Regions from separate parts of the Ovis aries genome. Here all the other regions are linked to region 3. The links are chromatin contacts, called in public Hi-C maps. All regions are on one chromosome and are shown on one strand. The core of a region is the stretch at or near the end of the contact, and the rest is flanking DNA. Distances in the headings are between cores, read along the strand shown.

Region 1 (4,257 bases), core at 1,335-3,834, 220 kb before region 3:
GCGGGGCAGACACAGGGAAGGACAAAGGTGGGGTGGGGGGCTGTAAATGGAGTTAAGGAAGTAGCCACAGTATTGGGAGAGGCCAGGTGGGGGCCCAAACCTGGACGGAGTCTGGACTAAGTGTTTCGGGGGCCAAGGGTAAAGTGGTTTGAAGCCAGAGGGATCAGTTAGACCACTAAAAAGGGCGTGACGTGTGAGGAAATGTGTATGTGGGAAGGGGTCTCACAAAAGGATATTTACTTCTTCAAGAGGCGGCTGGAGGCTCATCCCATTAGCCAAGGTGGCTACAAAATTCTAGGAGAGAGTAACAGGGAGAAAGGATTAGCTACCAGGAGCGGCTAGGGGAGGGCCAGGCCAGGCGACCCGGGCTCTTGGGCAAGAAGGAGGTGTTTCCTACAATTTTGCTTTTCCTTTGTGAGCAGTGGTGGGAGAAGGAACAAGTAAAGAGGCAAGGCTGTTTTCAACAGGGGTGGGGGAGATGTGGGGGAGCAGGGAGGGGGTTCTATCCCAGCTGTGGCTGGAGAGATGGTGGCCTGCCCCCACACTGCCCCTGTTGGGCCAGGCACCTGAGCACACACGCCTCCCCCATCCAGGCCAGAGGAACTGGCACCCGCCGGGCACAAGGGCACTGCCAGCTGTCACTCCCCCTCACCATCTAATCTCCCCAGATTAGATGACACTTCCTGACACAAAGCCTCATCCTGGGGTACCATTCGAGCTGGGGGAAGGGAACTGGCAGGGTGTACCCACTGGGCATCTGTCACCTCTGCAAAGCACTCTCTCATCTGAGAGGATTCCAGAAAGGAGGTGTGGCACACGGGCACCCCCCACCAGAGCTGGCATGCGGGCTGCTAGCTCCTGCCTGGGACTCAGGGAGTCCCAAACAAAACAAGGGAGTGCCAATCTCCTGATTATGACCCTCTGCGCAGGAGGGCAGAGTTCCACGGAGGAGGCCAGACCCTGGACCCCCAAGCCCATCTACTCCCCGTTCGAACCACCATCTCAGGCCCAGAAACTCCCCAGGGGAGGGGCCGAGTCCTGGATCCACCTCTGAGGAAGATATTTCCTCCAGCCAAGAAGGCCTTCGTCTAGCAGAGAGCCAAGGGGGAGTCACTGGAGTGACCCCTGGGGCTGCCCCCCAAGGTATGCATCTTGGAACCTCACCTCCCATTCCTGAGACTGCTACAAGCTAAGAGGTGAGAGTACGGAGGGCCCAACAGATTACAGCTCTTCCAGATGCAAGCACTCTCCAGGCGCCAAGAAGCGTGAAATCACAGACATAACCCCTGGGCTCCAAGCCCCACCTCCATCCTCCCCAAACCAGTGAATGACGCGGATACGGAAAGACGGCGGGTGAGGGGACTTCCCCTGAGGGCCCATTTCTCTACACCACCGACATCACCGCCAGACATGCCCCCAGAGCGCTTGAGACACAGCATCATGGCAAGCCCCACATAACTGCAAGAGAATCACACCTCACGGGACACCATTTCACGCAAGCAGGTTCAGGACCCTCAAACACGGGTTCAGGGAGGAGGTGGTCAACTCCCATCTTCACAAATACCCCAGGGAGAGGAAGGGCCAGAAGGAGGTAAATCCGCTGCCTCCACTACCTCACAGCCCTTCCCAGGACAGATTCTCTCTCCCCTCGCCCGGGAGGGCTTCGACAGGGAGGGGGGCTTGGAGACACGCCCCATGAAAAAGATGTCCCTCCCACACACCCAGAAATGGCCACAAGGGGGTGCACAGCGCCTAATCGGGAAAGATCTTCCGCTCGATGCCCCCCCATAGACCAGAGGGAGGTCACAGGGGCATGCCCCATCCCCCCAGCTCCCAAAGAGGGGGAGAATCCAGAGACAGGAAACTGGAGGGTAGGAGGGGTCCCAGAGGGAACCAATTCTTCGTCTTCCTCCAATCCCAACGCAAGAGCGCACGAAACCTGGACCGATGCCTAAGCAGATGCCCTGGTCCCAGGAAAGGGTTTGTTAAGGGTCGAGGCACACTGCCCCTCCCAAGAGCCTCATTACTGCACGGAGGTCCCCACCCCGAGGTGCCCGTCACGATCCCCGGGGAGGAGGGTAGGGGGCCTCGGAGGGAGGGTCGGAGCCTCCTCTCCGCCCCCCCCCGGGGCGCCCCTCCCCTGGCCGGGGGCGGGGCCTTTGTCCCGCACGTGGAACCCGCCGGGCAAGCGGGCACGGCACACCCCCTCCCCACCCACCGTGCCACGGCCACGTGGGGGCCAGGCCGGAAGCGCCCCCAGCCCTCCTCCACGTGGGAGGGGGCAGTAGGCCCTCGGCTCGGCGTGGCGCCTCAGGCCCCCGAAAGCTAGGGAACCCGCAGTTCAAACGGTATCCTCGGATACGGAGCACGCGGCGCCCCCCTCCGTACGGCCAGGGGCCTTCAACCCCAATCCGGCGACTCAGAGCCCCTTCCCCACGGCGGAGGCGTAAAACACCGACTTCCAAACCGCCCCCCGCCCCCGGTGGCGCTCCTGGCGCTCACCTCCATGATGCAGTTCGCGGCTTCGGCTGCCGCCATCTTCACCCGCGTCTACTCCTCCTCCGGCCGCCGAGACCCCCCCCCTTTCTCCGCACTCCCCCGGGACCGCCTTATACCGGAGGGTCTACGGCCCGCCCACCGCGACCCCGCCAGGAGATCTCATTGGTAGAGGAGGTGACCCGTCTGGAAATACCATTTAGCCATTGGGCGAAGGAGACACCCATCAAAGCTGAGGTGCCCGCCTACTCTGGCGTGCCGAACCCCGCCCCCTTAAGTCGACGGGGATGGGAAAGACTGCCCGTCTATCGCAAGAAGCGCGACTGACGATTGGGCAGAATCTACTGGGAGTTCCCGCCCCTTCTCCCGTACCGCCTCAAAGCTTCCCGGCGGACCCTGCGCTAAGCGGACATCTTGAAATAGAACTATCACCAAAAGTACCCGCCTCTTAATAGCTGCTATTGGTTTATTAGCAATGTGACGTCATGAGGCTTTCGGCCTGCCTCCGCCAAGCTGCTGGCCTCAAGGAGAACGTGACGATTGGCCCACGAAAAAGGAAAGCAGGCTTTAGGCTCCAGAGATTGGCTCAAACAAACTGTCACTCACCGTTCACTCTGTGGCTTCTCCCAGCTTGTAGGGAATCCAACGGGAAATAAGGGAGCTTGTGCCCATTTTCCTGATGGAAAACTGAAGCAGTGAGAGGCTCAAAGAGGTCTTATCCGTGATCCTGAATCAAGTCAGAAATGGGACTCAGGCGTCGAGGTGTTTAATCTTTAGCCCTCTACTTAATTGTTACAAGTTTTTAAAACCCAGTGACCCCACTCAAGCACTTGGCCTTTGCCAAGTCCTACCCATGCTGGAACACCCACCCCCTTCGTCTGGCCTTCATGAGTCAGTCCCGGCATAACTCAGTCGCCACCTCCTCCAGGTAGCTTCCCTCGACCTGTAGAAAAAGTTACTTGTTGAATGAAGGTAACTGCTACTTGGGGAATGTATCCCATCACCCTAGAAAGTTCCTTCACGACCCTTTCAACACCGCCCTCCCACCCAACCCCAGAAGCAATCACTGTTTCGTTACTATAGTGTATCTTTTCAGCTGCTAAATTTTCCAATAAAAGTATGTGCTCTTTTGTGCCTGTCTTGTTTTTCTCAGCATAATGTTTTCAAGATTCGTTCATGTCTCATATAACGATTGTCCAGCCCTTTTTATTGCTGAGGAGTATTCCATTGTATTGCTGGATCACATTTTCCTCTTGGTGGACATGTGGGTGGTTTCCAGATTAGGGCTGTTATGAATAAAGAGGCCATAAACCATCGTGTCCCAACCTTTCTGTAGATGTACACTTTCAGTTCTCTTGGGTCAAGCTAGGAGGACATGCTTGCGCGTCCTATGCTAGGTGTATGTTTAACTTGATAAGAAACTGCCCCAAAGTTTCCTATGGTATTCTACCAATTTGCATTTCCATCAGTGATGCGTGAGAGTTCTAGGTGCTCCACATCCCCTCCAGCACTTAATAAAATCAGTCTATAATTTTAACGACTCTCCTGTGTAGGAAGAGATTATCTCCTGGTTGTGACTTGCATTATTGCCCTGACCGCCAATGTTGTTCAGCACCTTTTCGTGTTTTCGTGTGCTTATCGGCAATTTGCATGTTTTCTTTCTTTAAAATAAAAATTTTTTTTTTTTTTTAAATTTGGCTGCTTCGGGTTTTAGTTATTGTGCACAGGTTCCAGAGCATGTGGGCTCAGTAGTTGCTGCAA
Region 2 (4,091 bases), core at 1,310-3,809, 140 kb before region 3:
TAGGCCCAAAAGACACACAAGGCATTAGTCACTCAGTTGTGTCTGATTCTTTGCCACCCCACGAACTGTAGCCTGCCCTGGTTCCTCTGTCCATGAGATTCTCCAGGCAAAGATGCTGGAGTGGGTAGCCATTCCCTTCTCCAGGGGATCTTCCGGACCCAGGGATCAAACCCTGGTCTCCTGCATTGGAAGCAGATTCTTTACCGTCTGAGCCTCCAGGGCAACCCAAAAGACATAAGGGACAGAAAACGGAGGGATCCTAAGACTGAGGACACATGTATGTTTGTGTGTGTGTGTGTGTGTGTGTGTGAGTCGCTCAGTTATGTCTCTTTGCGACCCCACGGACTGTAGCCCACCGGGCATCTCTGTCCATGGGATTCTCCAGGCAAGAATACTAGAGTAGATTGCCATTCCCTTCTTCAGAAGATCTTCCTGACCCAGGGACCGAACCCTGGTCTCCTGAATTGCACACAGATTCATTCCTGTTTGTACTACAGGGAAGTCCTTGGGGACATGAAGGAGCCTGAACTTAAGGAGACGGAGACTATGGGGTCCTGGGGAGGAGGCGACTGGAGCCAGGGTTTCTCCTGGGCCAGAGGAAGGTGGGTGTTGGTGCCTGGACGCTGGCTCTTCCCCCCAACACTCACCTTGGCCTTGCTTCCCACTGGGTGAAGTGTCCAGGCACGTGGCCAATCCCAGGTATAGCAGCAGCACAGAGGGGCGGCCCCTCATATTTTGTGGACACTAGGAACCAGGTGTGGTTAGATGAGAAGTGCCTCAGCCACTGAAGAATGAGGCCAGGTCTCCCTGATCAGACACTGTGGTCCATGAATTATAATAAGAGCAGACACTTACGTGGCCTGTAATCTGGATCAGAGACTGTTCAAGGTCATTTACCTCTATCAACTCAGTTTCATTTTCATCACAGTGCTATTATTATCTCCGTTTGATACAGGAGGAGACTGAGGCACAGAGAAGAAAAAGAACTTGCCCAAGTTCACACAGTTTGCAAGATTCAGAGGCAGGATTTCAGCAAATGCAGTGTCCCTCCAGAGACCAGAGCCAGGAGCTTATCTTTTTCCCAGCTGTTCATGCAGCACCCAGCATGGGTTTGGGCACACAGCAGGCGCTCATAAGCACGTCCATTGATTGGATCCCTTTCTTCCTGATAATCTCCATGTATACCCATCTCTCTGTGCCCATTGCCACATCCACCTACAGCGTTTGTCGCTCAGTCGTGTCTGACATTTTTGCGACCTCATGGACTGTAGCCCATCAGGCTCCTCTGTCCATGGGATTTCCCAAGCAAGAACACTGGAGTGGGTTGCCATTCCCATCTACAGGCGATCTTCCTGACCCAGAGATTGAATCCAGGTCTCCTGCACTGTAGGTAGATACTTTACCACCTGAGTACCAGGGAAACCTTTCCACCCACAGAATCAAAGAGTATATAAGAAGTAAAACCAGAGGGGCATATCCTGGGATCCAGCAGCTGAGGGAGGGGGCAATGATCCTGGACTCCTGGATTTGGGGGCTCCAACAGCCAGGTCGCCAAGGTGCCCAAGCCAAACTCTGCCTCCAGGGACATCCACTTACCTGCCTAGACTTGTGAGCACTGTCCTCTCCTTAATCGGGGCCTCCTCGGCTAACTGCGGCCAGCTGTGAAGAGGGGCAGGGGAGAGGGGAGGGGAGAGGAACGAGAGGGTACTTTGTTCATTAAAGCCGGCACAATCCTGGTTCCAGGCAAGAGGGGCGGGGTTTTTTATTACCTGCCCTGGGCGGGACTCAGGTAAGGGACAGAATATTTAAAGGGACCTTATAAAAAAATTCATAAATAGAGAAAGGGACCTTATAATTAAGGGTATAACGTCCAGAGCCCCATAGAGAGCCTGGGTCTCCTGACACCATGGGGACACTTAGGGTGTTGGATAGGCGCCTCCTCCCCTCCCCTCCTATACTTTCCTCCTTCCCCACCCCCAGAGAGCTCGCCAGGCTGAGCTAGGGAAATGAACATCTAGCTATCTAGTTATCTAGAAACTGGAGGGAAACGTATGCCTTAGTCCCTAGAGATAGGTAGGTATGCCGCAGTAAATTCCTGCTTCCTGAGACAATTTGAAGGGCTTTGACTTCCGATTTCTCAACTGCTCCATTTACAAAGCGGGGGCAGAGGAGCCGTCCCTTCTCTATTGTTTCTTCTTTTGCGGCAGAAAAGTGGATGATACATACTTTGGTAAGCGGGCTTTTCAATTTCTGGGCAAAGTGGTTAGTCCTTAAACACAGGCTTGAAGAGACGCAAAGCCTAGGAACAAGCAGGAAATTGCCCGCCCAGGGAAACGCCTAGTGTTTACTAAGCACGCCCCCTATTCACGCCAGTTTCACCGGCCGGAACCCTCGAGTTGCCACTCAGGTTTCCGGAGGGAGGGAAAAAAAAGAAGGGAGAATTCACTAAGCCAGAAGAGCTATCTCCGCCTCTAGGGGCAGAACTACTTCCGGTTTCTTCTCCGGGCGGAAGCGTCGGAGCGGAGAGGGAAAACAGCGCTCCTTTCCGGTGTAGGGGTACTGTTGAAGTAGCCACCGAGGAAAGAGGGGTCATCTGTGAGGTGAGTTCCAGGCGGTAGAAGAATACTGTTCGTGCGATTGCCTTCCCGTGGGCAAGAGTCTTGTGGTCCTGAGGGAGACTGGGACAATATTTTGAAATCCTGACTTCCTGGCAGTTATTAATAGAGCGCTCTAGGTGCCTCAAGTTTGAAGCCGAATTGGAGGTTCTTTAAATCCCTTTAGGTAGCCAAACCTTCATTCGGCAGTTCTCCCGAGAGTATTAATTCCCGTGCAGACGAATGGGCTGCGGATCCCAGGGCACGGAAGAGACTGGGACTCCTGGATGTCTAAGGAGTGATATTGAATGAGAAGCAACCCCCCGCCCCCCCGCCACCACCACCACTTTCGTGGCCTCAGTTTCTCAGACCGTGATGGGGAGAGCGGGGAAGGGTTGTGCAGTCGCCGCCGCTGCCTCCTTGCACCTTTTTGACAGGCCCTTCCCTCTTGGAGTTGCTGTAGGTTAACGTTTTCCTCTGTGGAGCTTTGGGGTTAGGCAGTCATAGGTTCTCACCTTGATGGTACTGCTGATGCGTTGTGAACTGAGGCCTTAATGGATCCTTAAAGCAGTTTTACTTTAATATTTTATTATGAAAATGTCCCACCTGTCAGGTTAGTTTCTTTCTCTTCCTCCGTTCTTGTCGCGTGGCAACAAAAATTTGGAGCAACGGACGAAAAGGCGTAGAACAACAGACAAGTTACAGCTCCATTCAGCTCAAGCAGATAATCTTTTATTAATCCAGCACTCCGTAGGAGTCCTCCTCATCCTTCCTGTCAAGCCCTCTTGGCTTCCCTTTTTACACTTCAGTCTCCTCCTTTTGGCTTTGCCCCGTTCAAAGTAGGGCTTGTACCGACCATCAGTCAATGAAAGGGAATAAAAATGGGCATACGCTCAAGGCCAAATGATAATTATAAGTTGTATAGCTTCAGGCTGTGTTGGTTATGTCTTAATAGGCTCCTAACTGCCTAACCGCAGGTAAGGTTACTTGGAGAGGCCCCTGCGGTCATGTTATATCCACTGTGTGAATAGGATACATGTGCAGGAGTTGAAAAGTCTCTGTGGTTGTATTTGTAGCATATTTGTGAGCTCTCCTGGCTGTGTCTCGGAGTTTAGAGACGGTTTGCATCCCTTTCAGCCAGGCTTCCCCTTGTTGCTCATGTCTAATTTCCTACCTAACACAACTTACATAAAGTGGGATCATAATATAAAAATCCCTATGGCCAGAGTTTCTGTTTATTAATACTTTTGCCATACTGGCTGGGTATTTTTTTTAATATATAAGGCAAAGTCTGTCTATCGTGACATGTCACCCCTAAATACTTTAGGATACATGTGTAAAAAGCAGAGACATTTTCACAACACTAAACTAACTATACTTCAACTTTTTAAAAATGTTTCAGCAATTTTTTTTTAATTTTAAAAAGCATACAGGCACACAAAAAAGCGGGAACATTTTCTTCCATGGCCATAATACTATTATCATAATCATATTATC
Region 3 (3,982 bases), core at 268-2,767:
CTCCCCACAGTTTGTCAAGTTCCCCAGCCCTGTCCCTCCTGCTCTATGATTCTCCCTTGTCCCCTCCTCTCCCCTACAGCTTCAGTCAGGTCTCAACCTCCCCTCCTGGCTCCTTGGCCCAGCCTCTTCCTCAGCCTCCTGCCTCCAGTCTCCAGCTCCAGTCCACCCTCACAAGTGCTGACCTGCCCATCCCCCGCAGTGTTGTTCCATGGCTCCCAAACAACCCAGGGACAGAGCCTAGACCTTGGACTTGATATTGAAGGCCCGGCTTGGCCTGATCCTACCTGCCTCCGGAACCCTCAAACCCACTTGCAACCCTGAACCCTATGCTGTTGACTAAACTGGGCCGGCTCTTCCCACCTCGCGCTCTCTGCCTGGGACATCCTTCTTGCCTGCCTTTCCTGTCTCAGCTCCCACGTCCCCTCCTCTAGAAACCGTTTCTGGGCTAGGTGATGTCCCTGGGTTCCCACACTGCCCTGGGCTACTTACAATCTCGCCCATCAGCCTGTATTTGGAACTGTTGGCCTCCTGCTTGAGTTTGAACCCCGTCTTTCTCCTGTTTCCAGCCCTCCCATGGTTCCCTAGTAACCTCAGGACTAACTACCCAGCCTTTTGGGCTGGTGTGGCACAGAATGGTTCCTGCAACTCCTGCCTTCTTGTCATTTTTCTCTACCCTGGCCAACCTCCAGGTCCCTCACGGCCCAGGGGAACTCAGCATCTTTCCTGGTTCTCCCAGGCCTAGGCTCCCAGCTCCTCTGGGGAGCCTCCCCTGAGTCCTGGGAGCAGTTAGAGGCTCTGACACTCTCTTGGAGAAGGCAATGGCACCCCACTCCAGTACTCTTGCCTGGAAAATCCCATGGACAGAGGAGCCTAGTAGGCTGCGGTCCACGGGGTCGCTAAGAGTCGGATACAACTGAGCGACTTCACTTTGACTTTTCACTTTCATGCATTGGAGAAGGAAATGGCAACCCACTCCAGTATTCTTGCCTACAGAATCCCAGGGATGGGGGAGCCGGGTGGGCTGCTGTCTATGGGGTCGCACAGAGTCGGACACGACTGAAGCGACTTAGCAGTAGCAGCCGCAGACACTCTCTTAGGGAGAAGTTTGACAGTATTTCTAGAAGATTCTGACAGGATTTCAGGGGTCATCTACTAGATTTCCTGGAGGGTTCCTTTCAGTATCTCTGAGGAAGTTTGGTCAGGATTTTAAGACTTTTAACAAGACTTGGAAGGCCCTGATACTGGGGCTCTCCCCTAGAAATTGGGGGCTTGCCAGGATTTCGGGAGGGGCTCTGACACGGCTATTCTTGGGAGCCTCGCCACGGCCTGGGCGCACCTGGAGCCACGTCGCAGTGTTCCAGTCTCGGGACACAAATGAGGGCCACGAACGACAAACAAACGACAGTTGGGTCCTGAAGAGACGCGCGTGCGCCGTTCCCACCGGAAAAAAAAAAGGTGCCGGAGCGGGACCGGAGCGCGCGAGGAGTCTAAGCCACGCCCCTCCCGGGCTCCTCCCCGGGACGCAGGCGCACACCGGGACAAGGCGCTCTCCCGTCGCTACGGTTACCTACGAGGCCGCGCATGCGTAGAACTGCCCGGGCGCGCCCCCACTGGTGTAGCGGGCGCATGCGTACTGGCTGAATCGATAAAGGCGGAAGAGATTAAGGCTACTGGAAGTGCCTAAGGCTGGGGTCTTCTCTGCGCCCAGGCAAGGGAAACTTGTCCTGAGGGACCCTTTGTCCACCCCCTACTTCTTATCAGCCACCAAGCTGTGTCTTTTTTGCCCTCTGTTCCGTGCCAGGCTGCCAGTCACCGTCACAATGATGTCCTGTCGTACCTCACTACTCCCATGCCTTTTTTTGCGGCTCCAGTCACAGTGTATTAATAGGTTCCCCGAAGGATTCTTTCCCAAACGGTTTCATTCCTTCCTTTTAGGAAAGAGTAGAGGAAAGATAACCTCAGCTTTTCGGGCTAGAGAGAGGTGCGTGCTAAGCCACTTAAATCGTCTCTTTACTCTTTGCAACCCTGTGGATTGTTGCCTACCAGCCTCCCTTGTCTATGGGATTCTCCAGGCAAGAATACTGGGGTGGGTTGCTATGCCCTCCTCCCGGGGATCTTCCCGACCCAGGGATCAAACCCGCGTCTCTTATGTCTCGAGGATTGCATCCCAAATTGACTTCTGAGCGTGCTTAGTCGCTTCAGTCGTGTCCGACTCTGTGACCCTATGGACTGTAGCCTGTCAAACTCCTAACGAGAGGCATTTAGAATAAAAGATGTCCCACCCGGGCTTCCCAGGTGGCGCTAGTGGTAAAGAACCCATCTGCTAAAGCAAGAGACTTGAGAGATGCGGGTTTGATCCCTGGGTCAGGAAGATCCCTAGGAGGAGGGCGTGGCAACCCACTTCAGTATTCTTGTCTGGAGAATCCCATGGACAGAGGAGCCTGGTGGGCTACAGTCCAAAGGGTCACAAAGAGTCGGACACGACTGAAGCGCATTAGCATGCACGCGTGTCCTACTCACTTGGCTTCTTTGCTAGCCCAGACGCAGAAATCATTTTACATTCTCCCATTCATCCCATCATGGTTAATCCAGCTGTTACTTCCTCAGAGAGTCCTTCCTCTGACACACAGTCTATAATTCAGACTCATCTCTCTACTTAGTTTTTTATTCGTCCTCGAGGCTCGTCTCTCCACCATGAAATAGTCTGTATTTGTACACTGTCTTTGTCATCCCCTGCTGGAATGTGAGCTTCTAGCGGTAGAAGGTTGTTGGGAACTAGAATATCCTTGGCCCAGGGTGGGTTCGCAAACATTTTTTGTCGAATGAATGAAGGGACAGAATCTACGCCTCAAAACTGTTGGACTGTGTAGAATGATGATAAGGCTAGAGTCAGACATTCCTGGGTTTGAATTTTGACTCCATCACTCTCTACCTGTAACCTTGGCACAAAGGCTTACCCTCTCTCTGAGCCTCAGGTGTCTCACCTAGAAATGGAGATAATTGCTTTTTAGGTACCTTGAGGGCTTGAAGTAGTAATCCTTGTTGGGTGATAGTTATTATTTTGGCTGTTAGGTGGTGGCTTGTTATAACACTTGGGGAAGAACCTGTTTAACAAGTGATGTGGTGATTGGTTAAAAGTGTGAGGCTTGAAATCAGAAAACAGTGCCATTGCTGTGTGACTTTGGCAAGTGATTCCACCTCTCCGAGCCTCCCCTTCTTCTCTAAAATGGGAACAAACAATATCCACCTCATGGAGTCTTATAGAGTTCAATAAGAATGTTTGCCTAGTGTTTTCTTAGCACTGGCTGACAGGTGGTGGACCCTGCTGATTTTATTAGTATGATTTCATTCTTTCATTTTTTTCTTTTTTGTTATTTTTCATTTTATTTCTTCAGTACTTATTTCCCTTTTTTTGAGGAAGATAATTTTGTAAAACCTAAAATAATTTTTAAAACTGTTTTATAGTATAGTTGTAACATACATAAAGTGCTAAATTCTAAGTTATGGGTCAACTAAGCTTTTAATAGAGTAATACAGTAATGAAACCACGCATATAAAAAAAGAGAATATTGCCTGCAGCCCAGAAGTCTTCACATTTCCTCCTAATCATTGCCCCTCCAAAGGTGACCACCCTTAATTATAGCCTCTTTTGCTCAACATTATAAAATCCCTCCTATGGCAGTTGGTCATTCATTTCACTGTTGTATAATATTCCATTCTATGAATATGCCACGATTGAACCATTTTACTCTCAATGGACACTGGTTGTTTCTGCTTTTTGGCAATTATGAATGCTGTTTAAAAATTTTATTTATTTGTTTATTCCTGTGCTGGATCTTTGTTGCTGCATGGGCTTTTCTCCAGTTGGGATGAGCGGGGGCTAATCTCCATTTTAAGTGCTAGGGCTTCTCATCGCAGTGGCTTCTCTTGTTGCAGAGTGTAGGCTCTAGGTGCACAGGCTTCAGTAGTTGCAGTTCCTGGG

Evidence for each region. Hi-C and Micro-C count contacts between places; a contact is called where the count stands out from the background.
Region 1: a Hi-C map of hypothalamus shows a contact between it and region 3, with 2.7 times the contacts expected there. The contact joins the promoter of PRMT1 here to the promoter of KASH5 in region 3. A contact is called at or near these places in 3 of 16 Hi-C or Micro-C datasets (hypothalamus, retroperitoneal adipose tissue and tail adipose tissue).
Region 2: a Hi-C map of muscle shows a contact between it and region 3, with 4 times the contacts expected there. The contact joins the promoter of NOSIP here to the promoter of KASH5 in region 3. A contact is called at or near these places in 5 of 16 Hi-C or Micro-C datasets (hypothalamus, liver, muscle and 2 more).

What each region holds. Positions count from the first base shown.
Region 1 is chr14:55,809,801-55,814,057 of ARS-UI_Ramb_v3.0, reverse strand. It overlaps PRMT1 (protein arginine methyltransferase 1), which reads right to left and starts at 2,584. Exons shown (of 10, transcript XM_027978635.3): 1 at 2,503-2,584. The coding sequence starts at 2,538.
Region 2 is chr14:55,732,379-55,736,469 of ARS-UI_Ramb_v3.0, reverse strand. It overlaps NOSIP (nitric oxide synthase interacting protein), which reads left to right and starts at 2,559. Exons shown (of 9, transcript XM_027978620.2): 1 at 2,559-2,600. It overlaps PRRG2 (proline rich and Gla domain 2), which reads right to left and starts at 2,319. Exons shown (of 7, transcript XM_027978621.2): 1 at 1,597-2,319; 2 at 648-744. The coding sequence starts at 732.
Region 3 is chr14:55,589,068-55,593,049 of ARS-UI_Ramb_v3.0, reverse strand. It overlaps KASH5 (KASH domain containing 5), which reads right to left and starts at 1,517. Exons shown (of 19, transcript XM_042232314.2): 1 at 1,337-1,517.